Regions from separate parts of the Mus musculus genome. Here region 1 is linked to region 2. Evidence: chromatin contacts called from public HiChIP or PLAC-seq data. All regions are on one chromosome and are shown on one strand. Each heading gives the region's core, a stretch centred on a gene start, on an enhancer-like site or on the middle of the called end of the contact. The rest is flanking DNA. Distances are from core to core; before and after follow the strand shown. Region 1 has its middle 6.6 kb from the start of Gm36024. Region 2 has its middle 90 kb from the start of Tmem260.

Region 1 (4,985 bases), core at 512-3,011, 630 kb after region 2:
TCAGGCAAGTGGCAGTTTATAAGAGTACTCAGGGGGCTGGCGAGATGGCTCAGTGGGTAAGAGCACCCGACTGTTCTTCCGAAGGTCCAGAGTTCAAATCCCAGCAACCACATGGTGGCTCACAACCATCTGTAACAAGATCTAACGCCCTCTTCTGGAGTGTCTGAAGACAGCTACAGTGTACTTACATATAATAAATAAATAAATCTTTAAAAAAAAAAAAAAATAAGAGTACTCAGCCGCTCATGACAAGAGCCTGAAAGTCTAAAGGCTGGAAGGATATGGACTGATAGCTGGTTTCCAGCAGATAGTCTGACATGATTTCCCTGTCAATTTTTTATTAGCCTTTAAATACCAAATACACAATTCCCTAAACACCCACACACACACCCCGCGCGTGTGCGCACGCCAAAGAGCCTTTGGAAATGTTAACAGACAGCAGTACTGTAAACATTCACTTATCACATTAGAGTATATTCTAAACACAAAAAGGACCCATTACTCTTTTTTTTTTTTAATCACAGAAAGTTTTGCTCACACAAAGCAAACCCATAGCCCTTTGTCTCACCCAGGTCCCCACTCCAAAGCTTCAATGTCTCCTGGGAAGTGTTTTAGCCCTGAAGTCCAGAACCTTACAACGAAACAAGTCAAATATAACAAAGACTGTCTTTGCTCTGAACCAGGGATCACAGCATTCTCTCTGTTTCAATAGTTTCCAAACGCTTCGCAGTGAATGTGTTCTACTTTAAGAATTTCCCAATTAAAGACCTCAGAATGCAGACAAAACTCTGTCACTCCGGCTTTTCCTTTCCTCCTCTCATTTCTAAGGCCAGTTTGTTTTATTCAGGATTGAAGAAAGGACAGCAAGGACAGTTCGAGGGACAAGAAGCACGTTCCATCCCTACCGTAGAGTGCACCCCTCACTCTGATCCCTCTGTTTATATCTTAGTTTTGGACTTCTTGATTCCGAGATGATGGTTTCATCATGTGGGCCTTTTATGAAGAGTATTGCCCCAGTTGATGAAAACAATAGGCGCACAATGGCTGCACAGTGATCTAGTCTCCAGAAAAAGCGTCCATGGAGATCTACAGGGGGAACAAAGGCTAGGGGACCGTTCAGTAACATGTCTCAAATGTGCTTCCAACAAATTACACAGAGGCATCGGCGACAATATTTCAGCCACCTGTAAACAGAATGAATGGTTAAGGCTCCATTTGATAATTGTATTAGAAAATCTTACAAACTGCTTCTTTTCTGGTTTAGGGAAAAAAAATTAAATCACAGGGGGGAAAAAAACGTCACTTCCTGGTCACACTCGTACACAGCAAGAAACATTTTAATTGTAAATGTGCCTTTCAAGACCTTTAAATTTCAAAAAGATGAGGAGGCCGGATCCTGTGTGCTTACTAATCTGTAAATAGAGCACAGGCCAAGAATCAATTCTGAAATGCGGCATCAATTGCACAGGCTTCCACTTAGTTTTAGTGGAATAAAAGCCCTACTAGATACACAAATAACATCAAACTTACTGGATTAAAGAGCGGCCCCTCATACTCTAAATCATGATTGTCAATCATCACCCTGGATTAAGGGATATATTTTAAAAACCTAAAAGCAAGCGCTTCCTTTTAACTTCTGCCTACTGCGCATTTTGGATTACCGCCCAGAAATAGTATTACTTGAAACAAGACTGCCTCCCTCCTACCATCCATGAGAAGTGCATTGTTCCGCAGCTGCGGCGGCCCATCAGCCAGGCACGCGGCTTAGCATGCGAGCAGAGCCCTTAGGATGCTGTCTGTGTTTAGAACGCGGCTTCCCATTTACTAAACAGAGCTGATTTCCAGTTTCGTCAGTGTTTGCCTCAGCATTGCTATCCCCCTACCAGAAAGAAGCAAATTAATCAGAGAACTACGACGGCCACAACTTACTCACATTGTAAAGTGGGGGCATCCTTTAACACCCCCCCACCCCCCACCCACCCCCCGCGGTGGCCAATGAAGCTAGTCTAGCTTTATTTAAATGAAGAATTGTCTCGTTTCAGATTTGTTCGTTAGCGTTATCCACTTGGGCCTCTGTCTTTCAGTACTGGAAACAGTCTTAGAAAAGTCACAGGCTATAAATAACTCTTAGACCATGTAACTATCCAAGGACCTTAGAAAGTTTATATATATATTCAAACCACAGGCTCTTAAAAAAAATTAAAACAGGTCCAGTAACTTGTAGGTTGCTTGGATTTCCAGGTGAGAGAAGTTAGTTTTTGCAAATCAAATCTCTTAATGATCTACCAGACTGGTAACAAGTTTCTTCAGTTAGAGGTGGGGGAAGATGCCAAGGCTGGGGTGTTTGAGGATTTGCTAGTCTGTGCCATTTGGTGTTATTTTTAGCAAGTAAATGTATTAACATTTGTAAACATTGGGGGGCATACTTAGTAATGCAGCTACTTACAATTGTGGGGGAGGGGGTGGAGAGAAAATATCTACTGGTTCTTTAAATAGAAAAAAAATGCATTCCAGAACTAATCTCATGAAGAAATAACCTTTTAATAAGATTACTGCAAAAAGTGTTAATCTATGAAAAGTTCAGCACTCTTTTAATTGCAAACAAAACACTGAGTTTCAACCCAACAGGTTGCTTCATTGAATTCATTCATCCACGCCTGGCAAAGACATTCCAAATTTGAACTTAATTAATATTCCTTCTCTCGGTTTCCATAGTTTCTTTTTAAACACGAGTAGCAGCAAAAACTGGCAGTAACTTTACCCATATTCTCAATAATAACCCCCTCTGGCTATCAATATGGATGAAAAGGGAAAATTTTTCCATATACGGAGAGCCTCCATTTTCATGTCTTTTGTTTAAAAGCTATGCTGGTGAGATATTTTCCTCTTTCTGACTTAACTCTTTCCTGGATTGCGGTTGTCTCAGGGCTTAGGTGGAGAAGGAATGTTCCAGTGTACATTGCCAGTCCTGGATCCAAACAATAGCCTCCCACTCCCTTCCCACAAACCAAATAAAGGGCAGGGATATTCTCTGCTGAGCCTGTATCCTGGGAGGGTCTCAGCATCACTTGCAAGTCAGGCAGCACAGAAGGGTTCTTTGTTTGTTTTAACAATGAATGTACATTTCCTCGGCCACTGTGAAAAAGGAATGAATTGGTAGGGAACATTTATATGAGCAAATGACATTAGGCCCACTAAAGTGGCTGGTTTAGGCAGGCACGGTAATTCAGTACACTCAATGTATTTCCCCTGTGGATAAGGACTCCTCATACAGAGTGGATAGAGCCACAGTCTCAGATCTAGTCTTGAGTCATTTCTCCCTGCCTTCTTTCCTCTTGGGTCTATCAACGACCTTGCTGAGCTGAACACCTTCCACAAGCCACAGTGTCTCCAGCAGAACACTGAAGGGTTATAGCATCATAAAGATCTCTGTGCTCACCCCATTTCAGTCCAGAATTCTGTCCATGTCTTTCAGCCATCAAGTTATTGCTCTGATTTTATTATTATTATTATTATAAATAATAATAAATAATTTAAAACTTTATTGTAGCCTGGAGATAGCGGCAATCACCTTTCATCCCAGCAGAGGCAGGTAGATTTCTGAGTTCAAGGCCAGCCTAGTCTACAGAGTGAGTTCTAGGCCAGCCAGGGCTACATAGAGAAACTTTGTCTCACAAACAAGTAAACAAACAAAAGACCAAAACAACAACCCAAAAACCTTTACTGTAAAGATCTTTCCTGAGCGGGAGCTGTAGAGCTTTCTTAGACACCTTTGTTTTTTATTCTTTTAAGTTAGTATATGAAACAGTAGATTTCATTGTGACATCTTCATGCATGTGTGCTAGTTTACCCTGTTGTTCTTAGTTCTCGTCTAGCTTCTCCATCGGCGTATTTCATACTGCTATTAGGAAGTCATATGCTCTGATTTAATGCATCCATTTTAGTTTCAGTAAGGGTTATAAGCTTGGATCTGGCAGGAGATTAATTTCCTCTGTTTGCACAGTCAGGAATGGAGCACCCATCCCTCTGATTCTCGTGGCTCTTGTTTCTGCTGTTATTTGCATCCATTCCATCCTGGCCCACTGGAAAGTCTACCAGGTCAATGACCTCTCTGGTTACTTCTCACCGGTTTTTCGGACATCCATGACTGTAATAAGTGAGCACTCAGGACAATCTGTCATGACCACGGTTGACCTTGTCCAATGCAACTTTTTAACTAGAATCTCAACAAACTTAAGACACTTGTGGTGTAAGCACTGCCTCTGTTCGATTATGTGTTCCTGTTTTGGCTTTAGAAATACAAGTTCAAGGGATAGCTTATAGAGAATGTCAACCTGATGTCTACAGAATACTGCATCAAGTGTAGGTTCTTTTGAGAGTGGGCCCAGGGCAGCTGTGCAGGTCTAATCCACACAAAACCTAGCGTGCCATGCTGAACCCTGGTTTTTAAACTGAAGCTCTACCTCACTAACTCTCCTTTCTCCCTATGGTCAGATCTAAGATTTTTCTGTTTCTTATCATCTTTTAATGTATTACAGAGTTTATTTTCTAATCCCATTGCTTGGCTTTCAGTGGCTGGCACGAAAACTCCACCATGCAATGTGGCCTACAGTGCTTGATACTTACTGGGGGCTCACTGTTTTTGATGAATGAGAAGATAAAGCTCTTCTGAAAAGCACGGCAGAGACTGGGAGACTTGCCACTCTCATATTTGTGTTGTTGCTGCTTACTGGCTTAGATAACTGGGCACACGTATAGATGGGCCCATATCATCTTCACTACTCAACAATGAACCTGAGGCAGGCCTTGCAATCTAGCAGCCTATTACTACAAACTGTGCAGCAGGCTCTGGGGCTGGCCTAGCCCAGCATTCAAGCAACATTAGCATCAGCTAGCTCTTGAATTTTTACCTATGTGTTTGGAATTACAAAGCAACACACTACCTAAGTTTAACATGTTGGTGTAGGTGTTTCCAGTCTTTACTT
Region 2 (4,725 bases), core at 2,207-4,706:
TATTATCCTGTGTCATATTAACCATCATTTTATTACACCTTTTATTTATTTATTTGGCATGGGCATACACACACACACACACACACACGCACACACACACACACACATATATATATGTGTATATATATATATGTGTGTGTGTATATATATATATATATATATATATATACATATATATATATATATATATATATATATATCTCCAGGCCAGAGAACAACATGCAAAAGTCAGTTCTCTATTTTCACCATGTGACCATGTGAGTTCCTGGCTCTGATGGTCAAGCTCTGCAGAGAGCACTTTATCTACTGAGCCATCTTGTTAGAGGGTGGCTTTATGCCCTGTGTATTCAGATGTTGATTGATGTGTCCAGAGATCTGGCAGCAGTCTGGGACGTTGCCATTGTTGTGATATTTGGAGCATTTCCTGTCTCAATGATGTGTAAAAATTCTTTTCTATCACCTCTGATTGATTAATAATGAGCTGATTCAGCCTATAGCTGAGCAGAAGGGAATAGGGCAAGACTTACAATCCTAGTCAGGGGGTCCCAAGCAAAAGGAGAGAGGCAGAAAGGAGGAAGAGAGAGAAGGAAGGACCAGGAAGATTCTCCATGAGCCGATGGTCAGAAGAGTCTCCATGAGGACACACATGGAACAGAGCAAGCCGGGGCAAGACTCCTATTGCAGGGGAAGGGCCATGTGGCTGGCAAGGAGGCAGCCATAGAGGGTTAGAATAGATGAGTGCCTTCCCAGAACCGTGCCTGAAGCTTGTTAATACATTTATTAGGTCTCTGTGTCATTTATTCAGGAGCTAACACAGGCTAGAGCAGGCATGGAAATGTCCTGTCATTACTTGGGAGCAAAAAGGGTAAAGAAAACCCCCAGAATTACAGTTCTACCATCTCACTGGCCCACATTAACAAATTTTGTGTGCAACTTGGTAATTTTAACTCCAATGTTGTTTATTTCAGTGATTACCAATACAGCTGTTTCTGCCATGCTCCTCCACAGTTTAACCACCTACTGGACTTCCATTAATAAGACAAGAATGTGCCTTCTTTGGTTTTGTTTGACCCTTGTGTTTTGTATGCATTACCACTGTCAGTGCAGGTATGCAAACATATGTCTGAGCATGCCAGAGATCTCCCTGCCTCAGGGATGCTGGCATTAAGGCATGAGCTACCATGACCGGCCCCATATTTTTCATCTAAGAAAAGAAATCCCAGTATCTTTACATTACGTAAATATACTTTTAAGTACTAAAGAACTCAATCAGAGCACTCTGTGTGAACTAAAATAGCAAACTGGGTTTCATGAATATGAATAATTAACATGCGTTAATAACAGAATATAGAATGACATTGGCCATGGAAGGAAGATTGAATCCACCAGAGTCCCTCCAACTACTGCCTCACAAGACAAATATCTGTTGTCTTGTGGTTTGGGGAAGTTGGCTCTAAGAAAGAGTTCCTGATCCCCAATATAAGGCAAAGACCAGGGCCTCTTCAACCCAAGAACTCTCCTGGTAGGTTTGTTCCATGGCACACAAACCTCAGCATCAGGTATCTTGAAAGTAGGGCTAGAGCAAATGAGATATTAATCTGTGGTGGGATTTCATTTGCACAAAGCTGTAGTCAGCACAGTTCAGACACATTGTGAGGCCCTGGGAACTTGTTTGTGCTTGTGTGCAATGGCTATTTTGGCTGTTGTGGGGCTGCCTGAGGGATAACTTCCAATGTAGGGAAGGGTTTTGCCACTTGGGGACTGGGCCATGGTAAGCAGCAGAAAGCCAGGCATCTCACGGTCCTGGGGAATACTGAACCTTGTAGCGACTCCAAGAGGCAAGGCTTTCCTGTGCCTGACTGGAAGACCCTTTGCTTCCCCTTGCCTGTGAAACAAGGGTGAGAGGATTTAGTGGAAATCTTTTCATTTCCGCTATTTGGTCTGGAATCCATTAACTTGGGTGGTCCTAAGTCTATTTTGTTAAAGTTTTCTGTTTATCCTTGCATCGCTAATAGATTTTTTTGGGAAGTTTTTTGTTTTCTTTTCTTATTTTTGGTTAGGATAGGGCGTTCACAGCAAGACAGATTGAAGCCATTCATGCAGCTTTTAGTTTTTTGGTTTTGTTTTTGTTTTTTTTTTTCAGAATAAATGTTTGCCTCTATAAAGCGTCCAGATTTATAAATTGAGTGATTCAGTTTTAATAAAACTAATTTCAAAATTCCTTTTGCCGTCTGGGTATCTGACACTGTTGGTCTTCTAAGACTCCTTTAGATCCTTGGTCTTATAGGAACTTGGTAAACTCCTGTATGTCTGTAAAGGACCTTTATGTCTATAAAGGACCCCACACCTGCCACCCTCCCTGATATTTAATGATAGTGCTGCAATCCTGGAAAGTTCCAGAAGTCCTCCCTCTGTCAGAACAGGACAGCCTGGGAGTTCAGAGTCTGTCTCAGGTTTCCTAACAGCCCAATGTTTTCCTTCACATCGACCAATAAAATCTCCATTAATTCATCTTTCAGATTAACCAGAGCTGCTGTCTCTGGTTGGGTTCTGGAGACTACAACAGGACTCTCTTCTACGGAGAACCAAAGATGCCCATGTTTAAGTAGGAACTAAGTGGGTGGGTGATGGGAAAGACGTGCTGACCGTCTCCCAGAACTCCGCTATGTGGTTGGAATATAAAACACCTCTCATTGACTCAGGTGTTTGAACATTTGATAAATTCCAGCTGGTAGTGCTGTTTGAGAAGGCCATGGGGCTTTAGAAGGTAGAATTATAGTGGCAGAACTATGTTGTTGGTCAACTTACAGGTTGTTTTAGACTACCCCGCTTGCTATTCCCTGTCTCGTCCTGGATGTGGAAATGTGAGGAGCCAGCTTCCTGCTCCAACTACTGTGCCTTCCCTGACTATGCCTACACCTCTTCTCCATGATGGATTCTAGCCCCTGGGACTCCGAGCTAAAATTAACCCTTTCATCCCTGAGTTGCTTTTGTCAGAGGTTTTATCACAGGGCCAGAAAAGAAACGAAGACAAGGAGGAGTGGCCGTCCTGCTTCTGGAGAGATCCACTGGTTACTTTCAGAGTTGTCTTCCTCCTCTCCTCAGCCTCAGCTTCTGTCTTTCGAGTAGGTCTGTCCTTCATCTGTGCTAAGTGTGAGAGCTCCTTGGGGCTTGGCTTCGGTTCCTCTCCTATGGCTTTCTGCAAACAGCCAAAAGGTCGTCAACTCCTGGACCATCATCTCCGGACCTTCTTTGCTCCGCTCCTTCCATCTGGCTGTGCATACGACGTCTCAATTTCTCATCTATCTACAAGACCTAAATTCACTTTCCTCCGGGACTTCCTATCAAAGTCAGAATCTGTAAGTCACACCAGGGATTCCCCGTCCCTCGTACTCTACAGGCTGCCTGCGCATCTCTGAGTAGTCATCTGGTGACTTTGTCACTTCTTACCCTCTGTCACCGCTCACAATCCACACTGCAGTCATTTCTCATCCAGACTCGAAACAGCTTTTCGCTTGCTCTCAGGTCCACTCTTATTCCCCTCTCTCGTTACCCCATTGGCTCCCAAGCACCCACCTGACTGAGTTGAGCATCACGGGAAAGCATTAGCTTTCTTCCTTGGGCTGCAGCCACTCTGCTGGCTCTTACTTCCCTGCAACAAGCCATGTTCCAGGCCTCTGCACCCCAGCCTATCACAGTCGTCTCCCCTTTTCTCCTTGCGCCTGCAGACCTCCTGCCCAGTACACAAGTGCACACAAGCTCAGGTTACCATCCATTTATCCTGCATAGCTTGTCTCAAATATCCTCTCCTCTCACCCATTTCCTGTTCCTGGGCTAATCGCTCACACAAGATCATATTCTGGATATGTGTAGCTCAAGTTTAGAATTATAGGCGATCCTCCACATGCATGGGGTCTCTTAATTCACAGAATAAATCATCCACAATTAAAATGTTTGGAATGTTTTTCAGCTATACTCAATGTGTGTGGATTTTTGTCTTTTCACTGTTACATAATACAGTAGAGTTATTTATGCATCTCATTAGATATATGATCAGTATCTGAGGATGACTGAAAATACACAGTATAGCCTGTACCAGCTATGTTCAAATGTGCTTCCATTCTATATAAGACCTGAGAATCTATGGATCATGGAATCTTTAGAAAGTAATGGATTCCTAACCCCTTATGAGTTCCAAGGGGCACCTGTATATACCTTCATTCAGTTAGTGGTCCTTATTGAAGTATCTGCTTTATGCCAGACACTTTCTAGACACTCGAGAACTGCTCAACCAATAGAAAAGTAAACAGGTATATTTTTACCTAATTGTTTAGATCTACTTATTTTTACTTTGTGTGCATGAGTGTTTTGCCTGTATTTATGCATATGCACCATTTGTATGCCTGGAACCCACAGAAGTCAGAAGACCACATCAGATCCCCTGGAAGATGGTGGTTGTGAGCCACTATGTAGTGCTGGGTCCTCTGGAACAGGAGCCAGTGTTCTTAACCACTGGGCAATCTCTCTAGCCCAAACTTGAATATTTTTAAATATTTCAGAAACAGAAAGTTTTAAATTACTATTAACGATATTCTTTTAATTGTTACAAGTTAATTTCCATGCTTTCCACCTCCATTCCATCCATACACTGGACTCTATACTTAATGGGAACTAGGACTATGTCTGTTTTTGCTGACAAGCACTGTCAGCCATCATTGATAGGAT

What was found. HiChIP or PLAC-seq counts read pairs in DNA pulled down with a chosen protein or histone mark.
Region 1: an H3K4me3 HiChIP or PLAC-seq map of embryonic limb bud shows a contact between it and region 2, with 5 times the contacts expected there. The contact joins two enhancer-like sites. A contact is called at or near these places in 7 of 39 promoter capture datasets (cranial neural crest, frontonasal cranial neural crest, hippocampal neurons and 3 more), 1 of 15 datasets of contacts at CTCF or cohesin (stem cell-derived epiblast-like cells), 17 of 484 Hi-C or Micro-C datasets (the CH12 cell line, astrocytes, brown adipocytes and 13 more) and 9 of 115 datasets of contacts at active chromatin or transcription factors (embryonic basal ganglia, embryonic fibroblasts, embryonic forebrain and 4 more).

What each region holds. Positions count from the first base shown.
Region 1 is chr14:48,989,235-48,994,219 of GRCm38.p6, forward strand. No RefSeq gene overlaps it. Among named protein-coding and RNA genes, the nearest start is that of Gm36024, 6.6 kb to the left of the region's middle. Within about 2 kb of position 1,762, at least 96 of the 459 cell types and tissues checked have an H3K27ac peak or open chromatin away from gene starts, as enhancers often do. A contact at or near this core is called in embryonic limb bud, where this site is marked.
Region 2 is chr14:48,353,990-48,358,714 of GRCm38.p6, forward strand. No RefSeq gene overlaps it. Among named protein-coding and RNA genes, the nearest start is that of Tmem260, 90 kb to the right of the region's middle. Within about 2 kb of position 3,457, at least 9 of the 459 cell types and tissues checked have an H3K27ac peak or open chromatin away from gene starts, as enhancers often do. A contact at or near this core is called in embryonic limb bud, where this site is marked.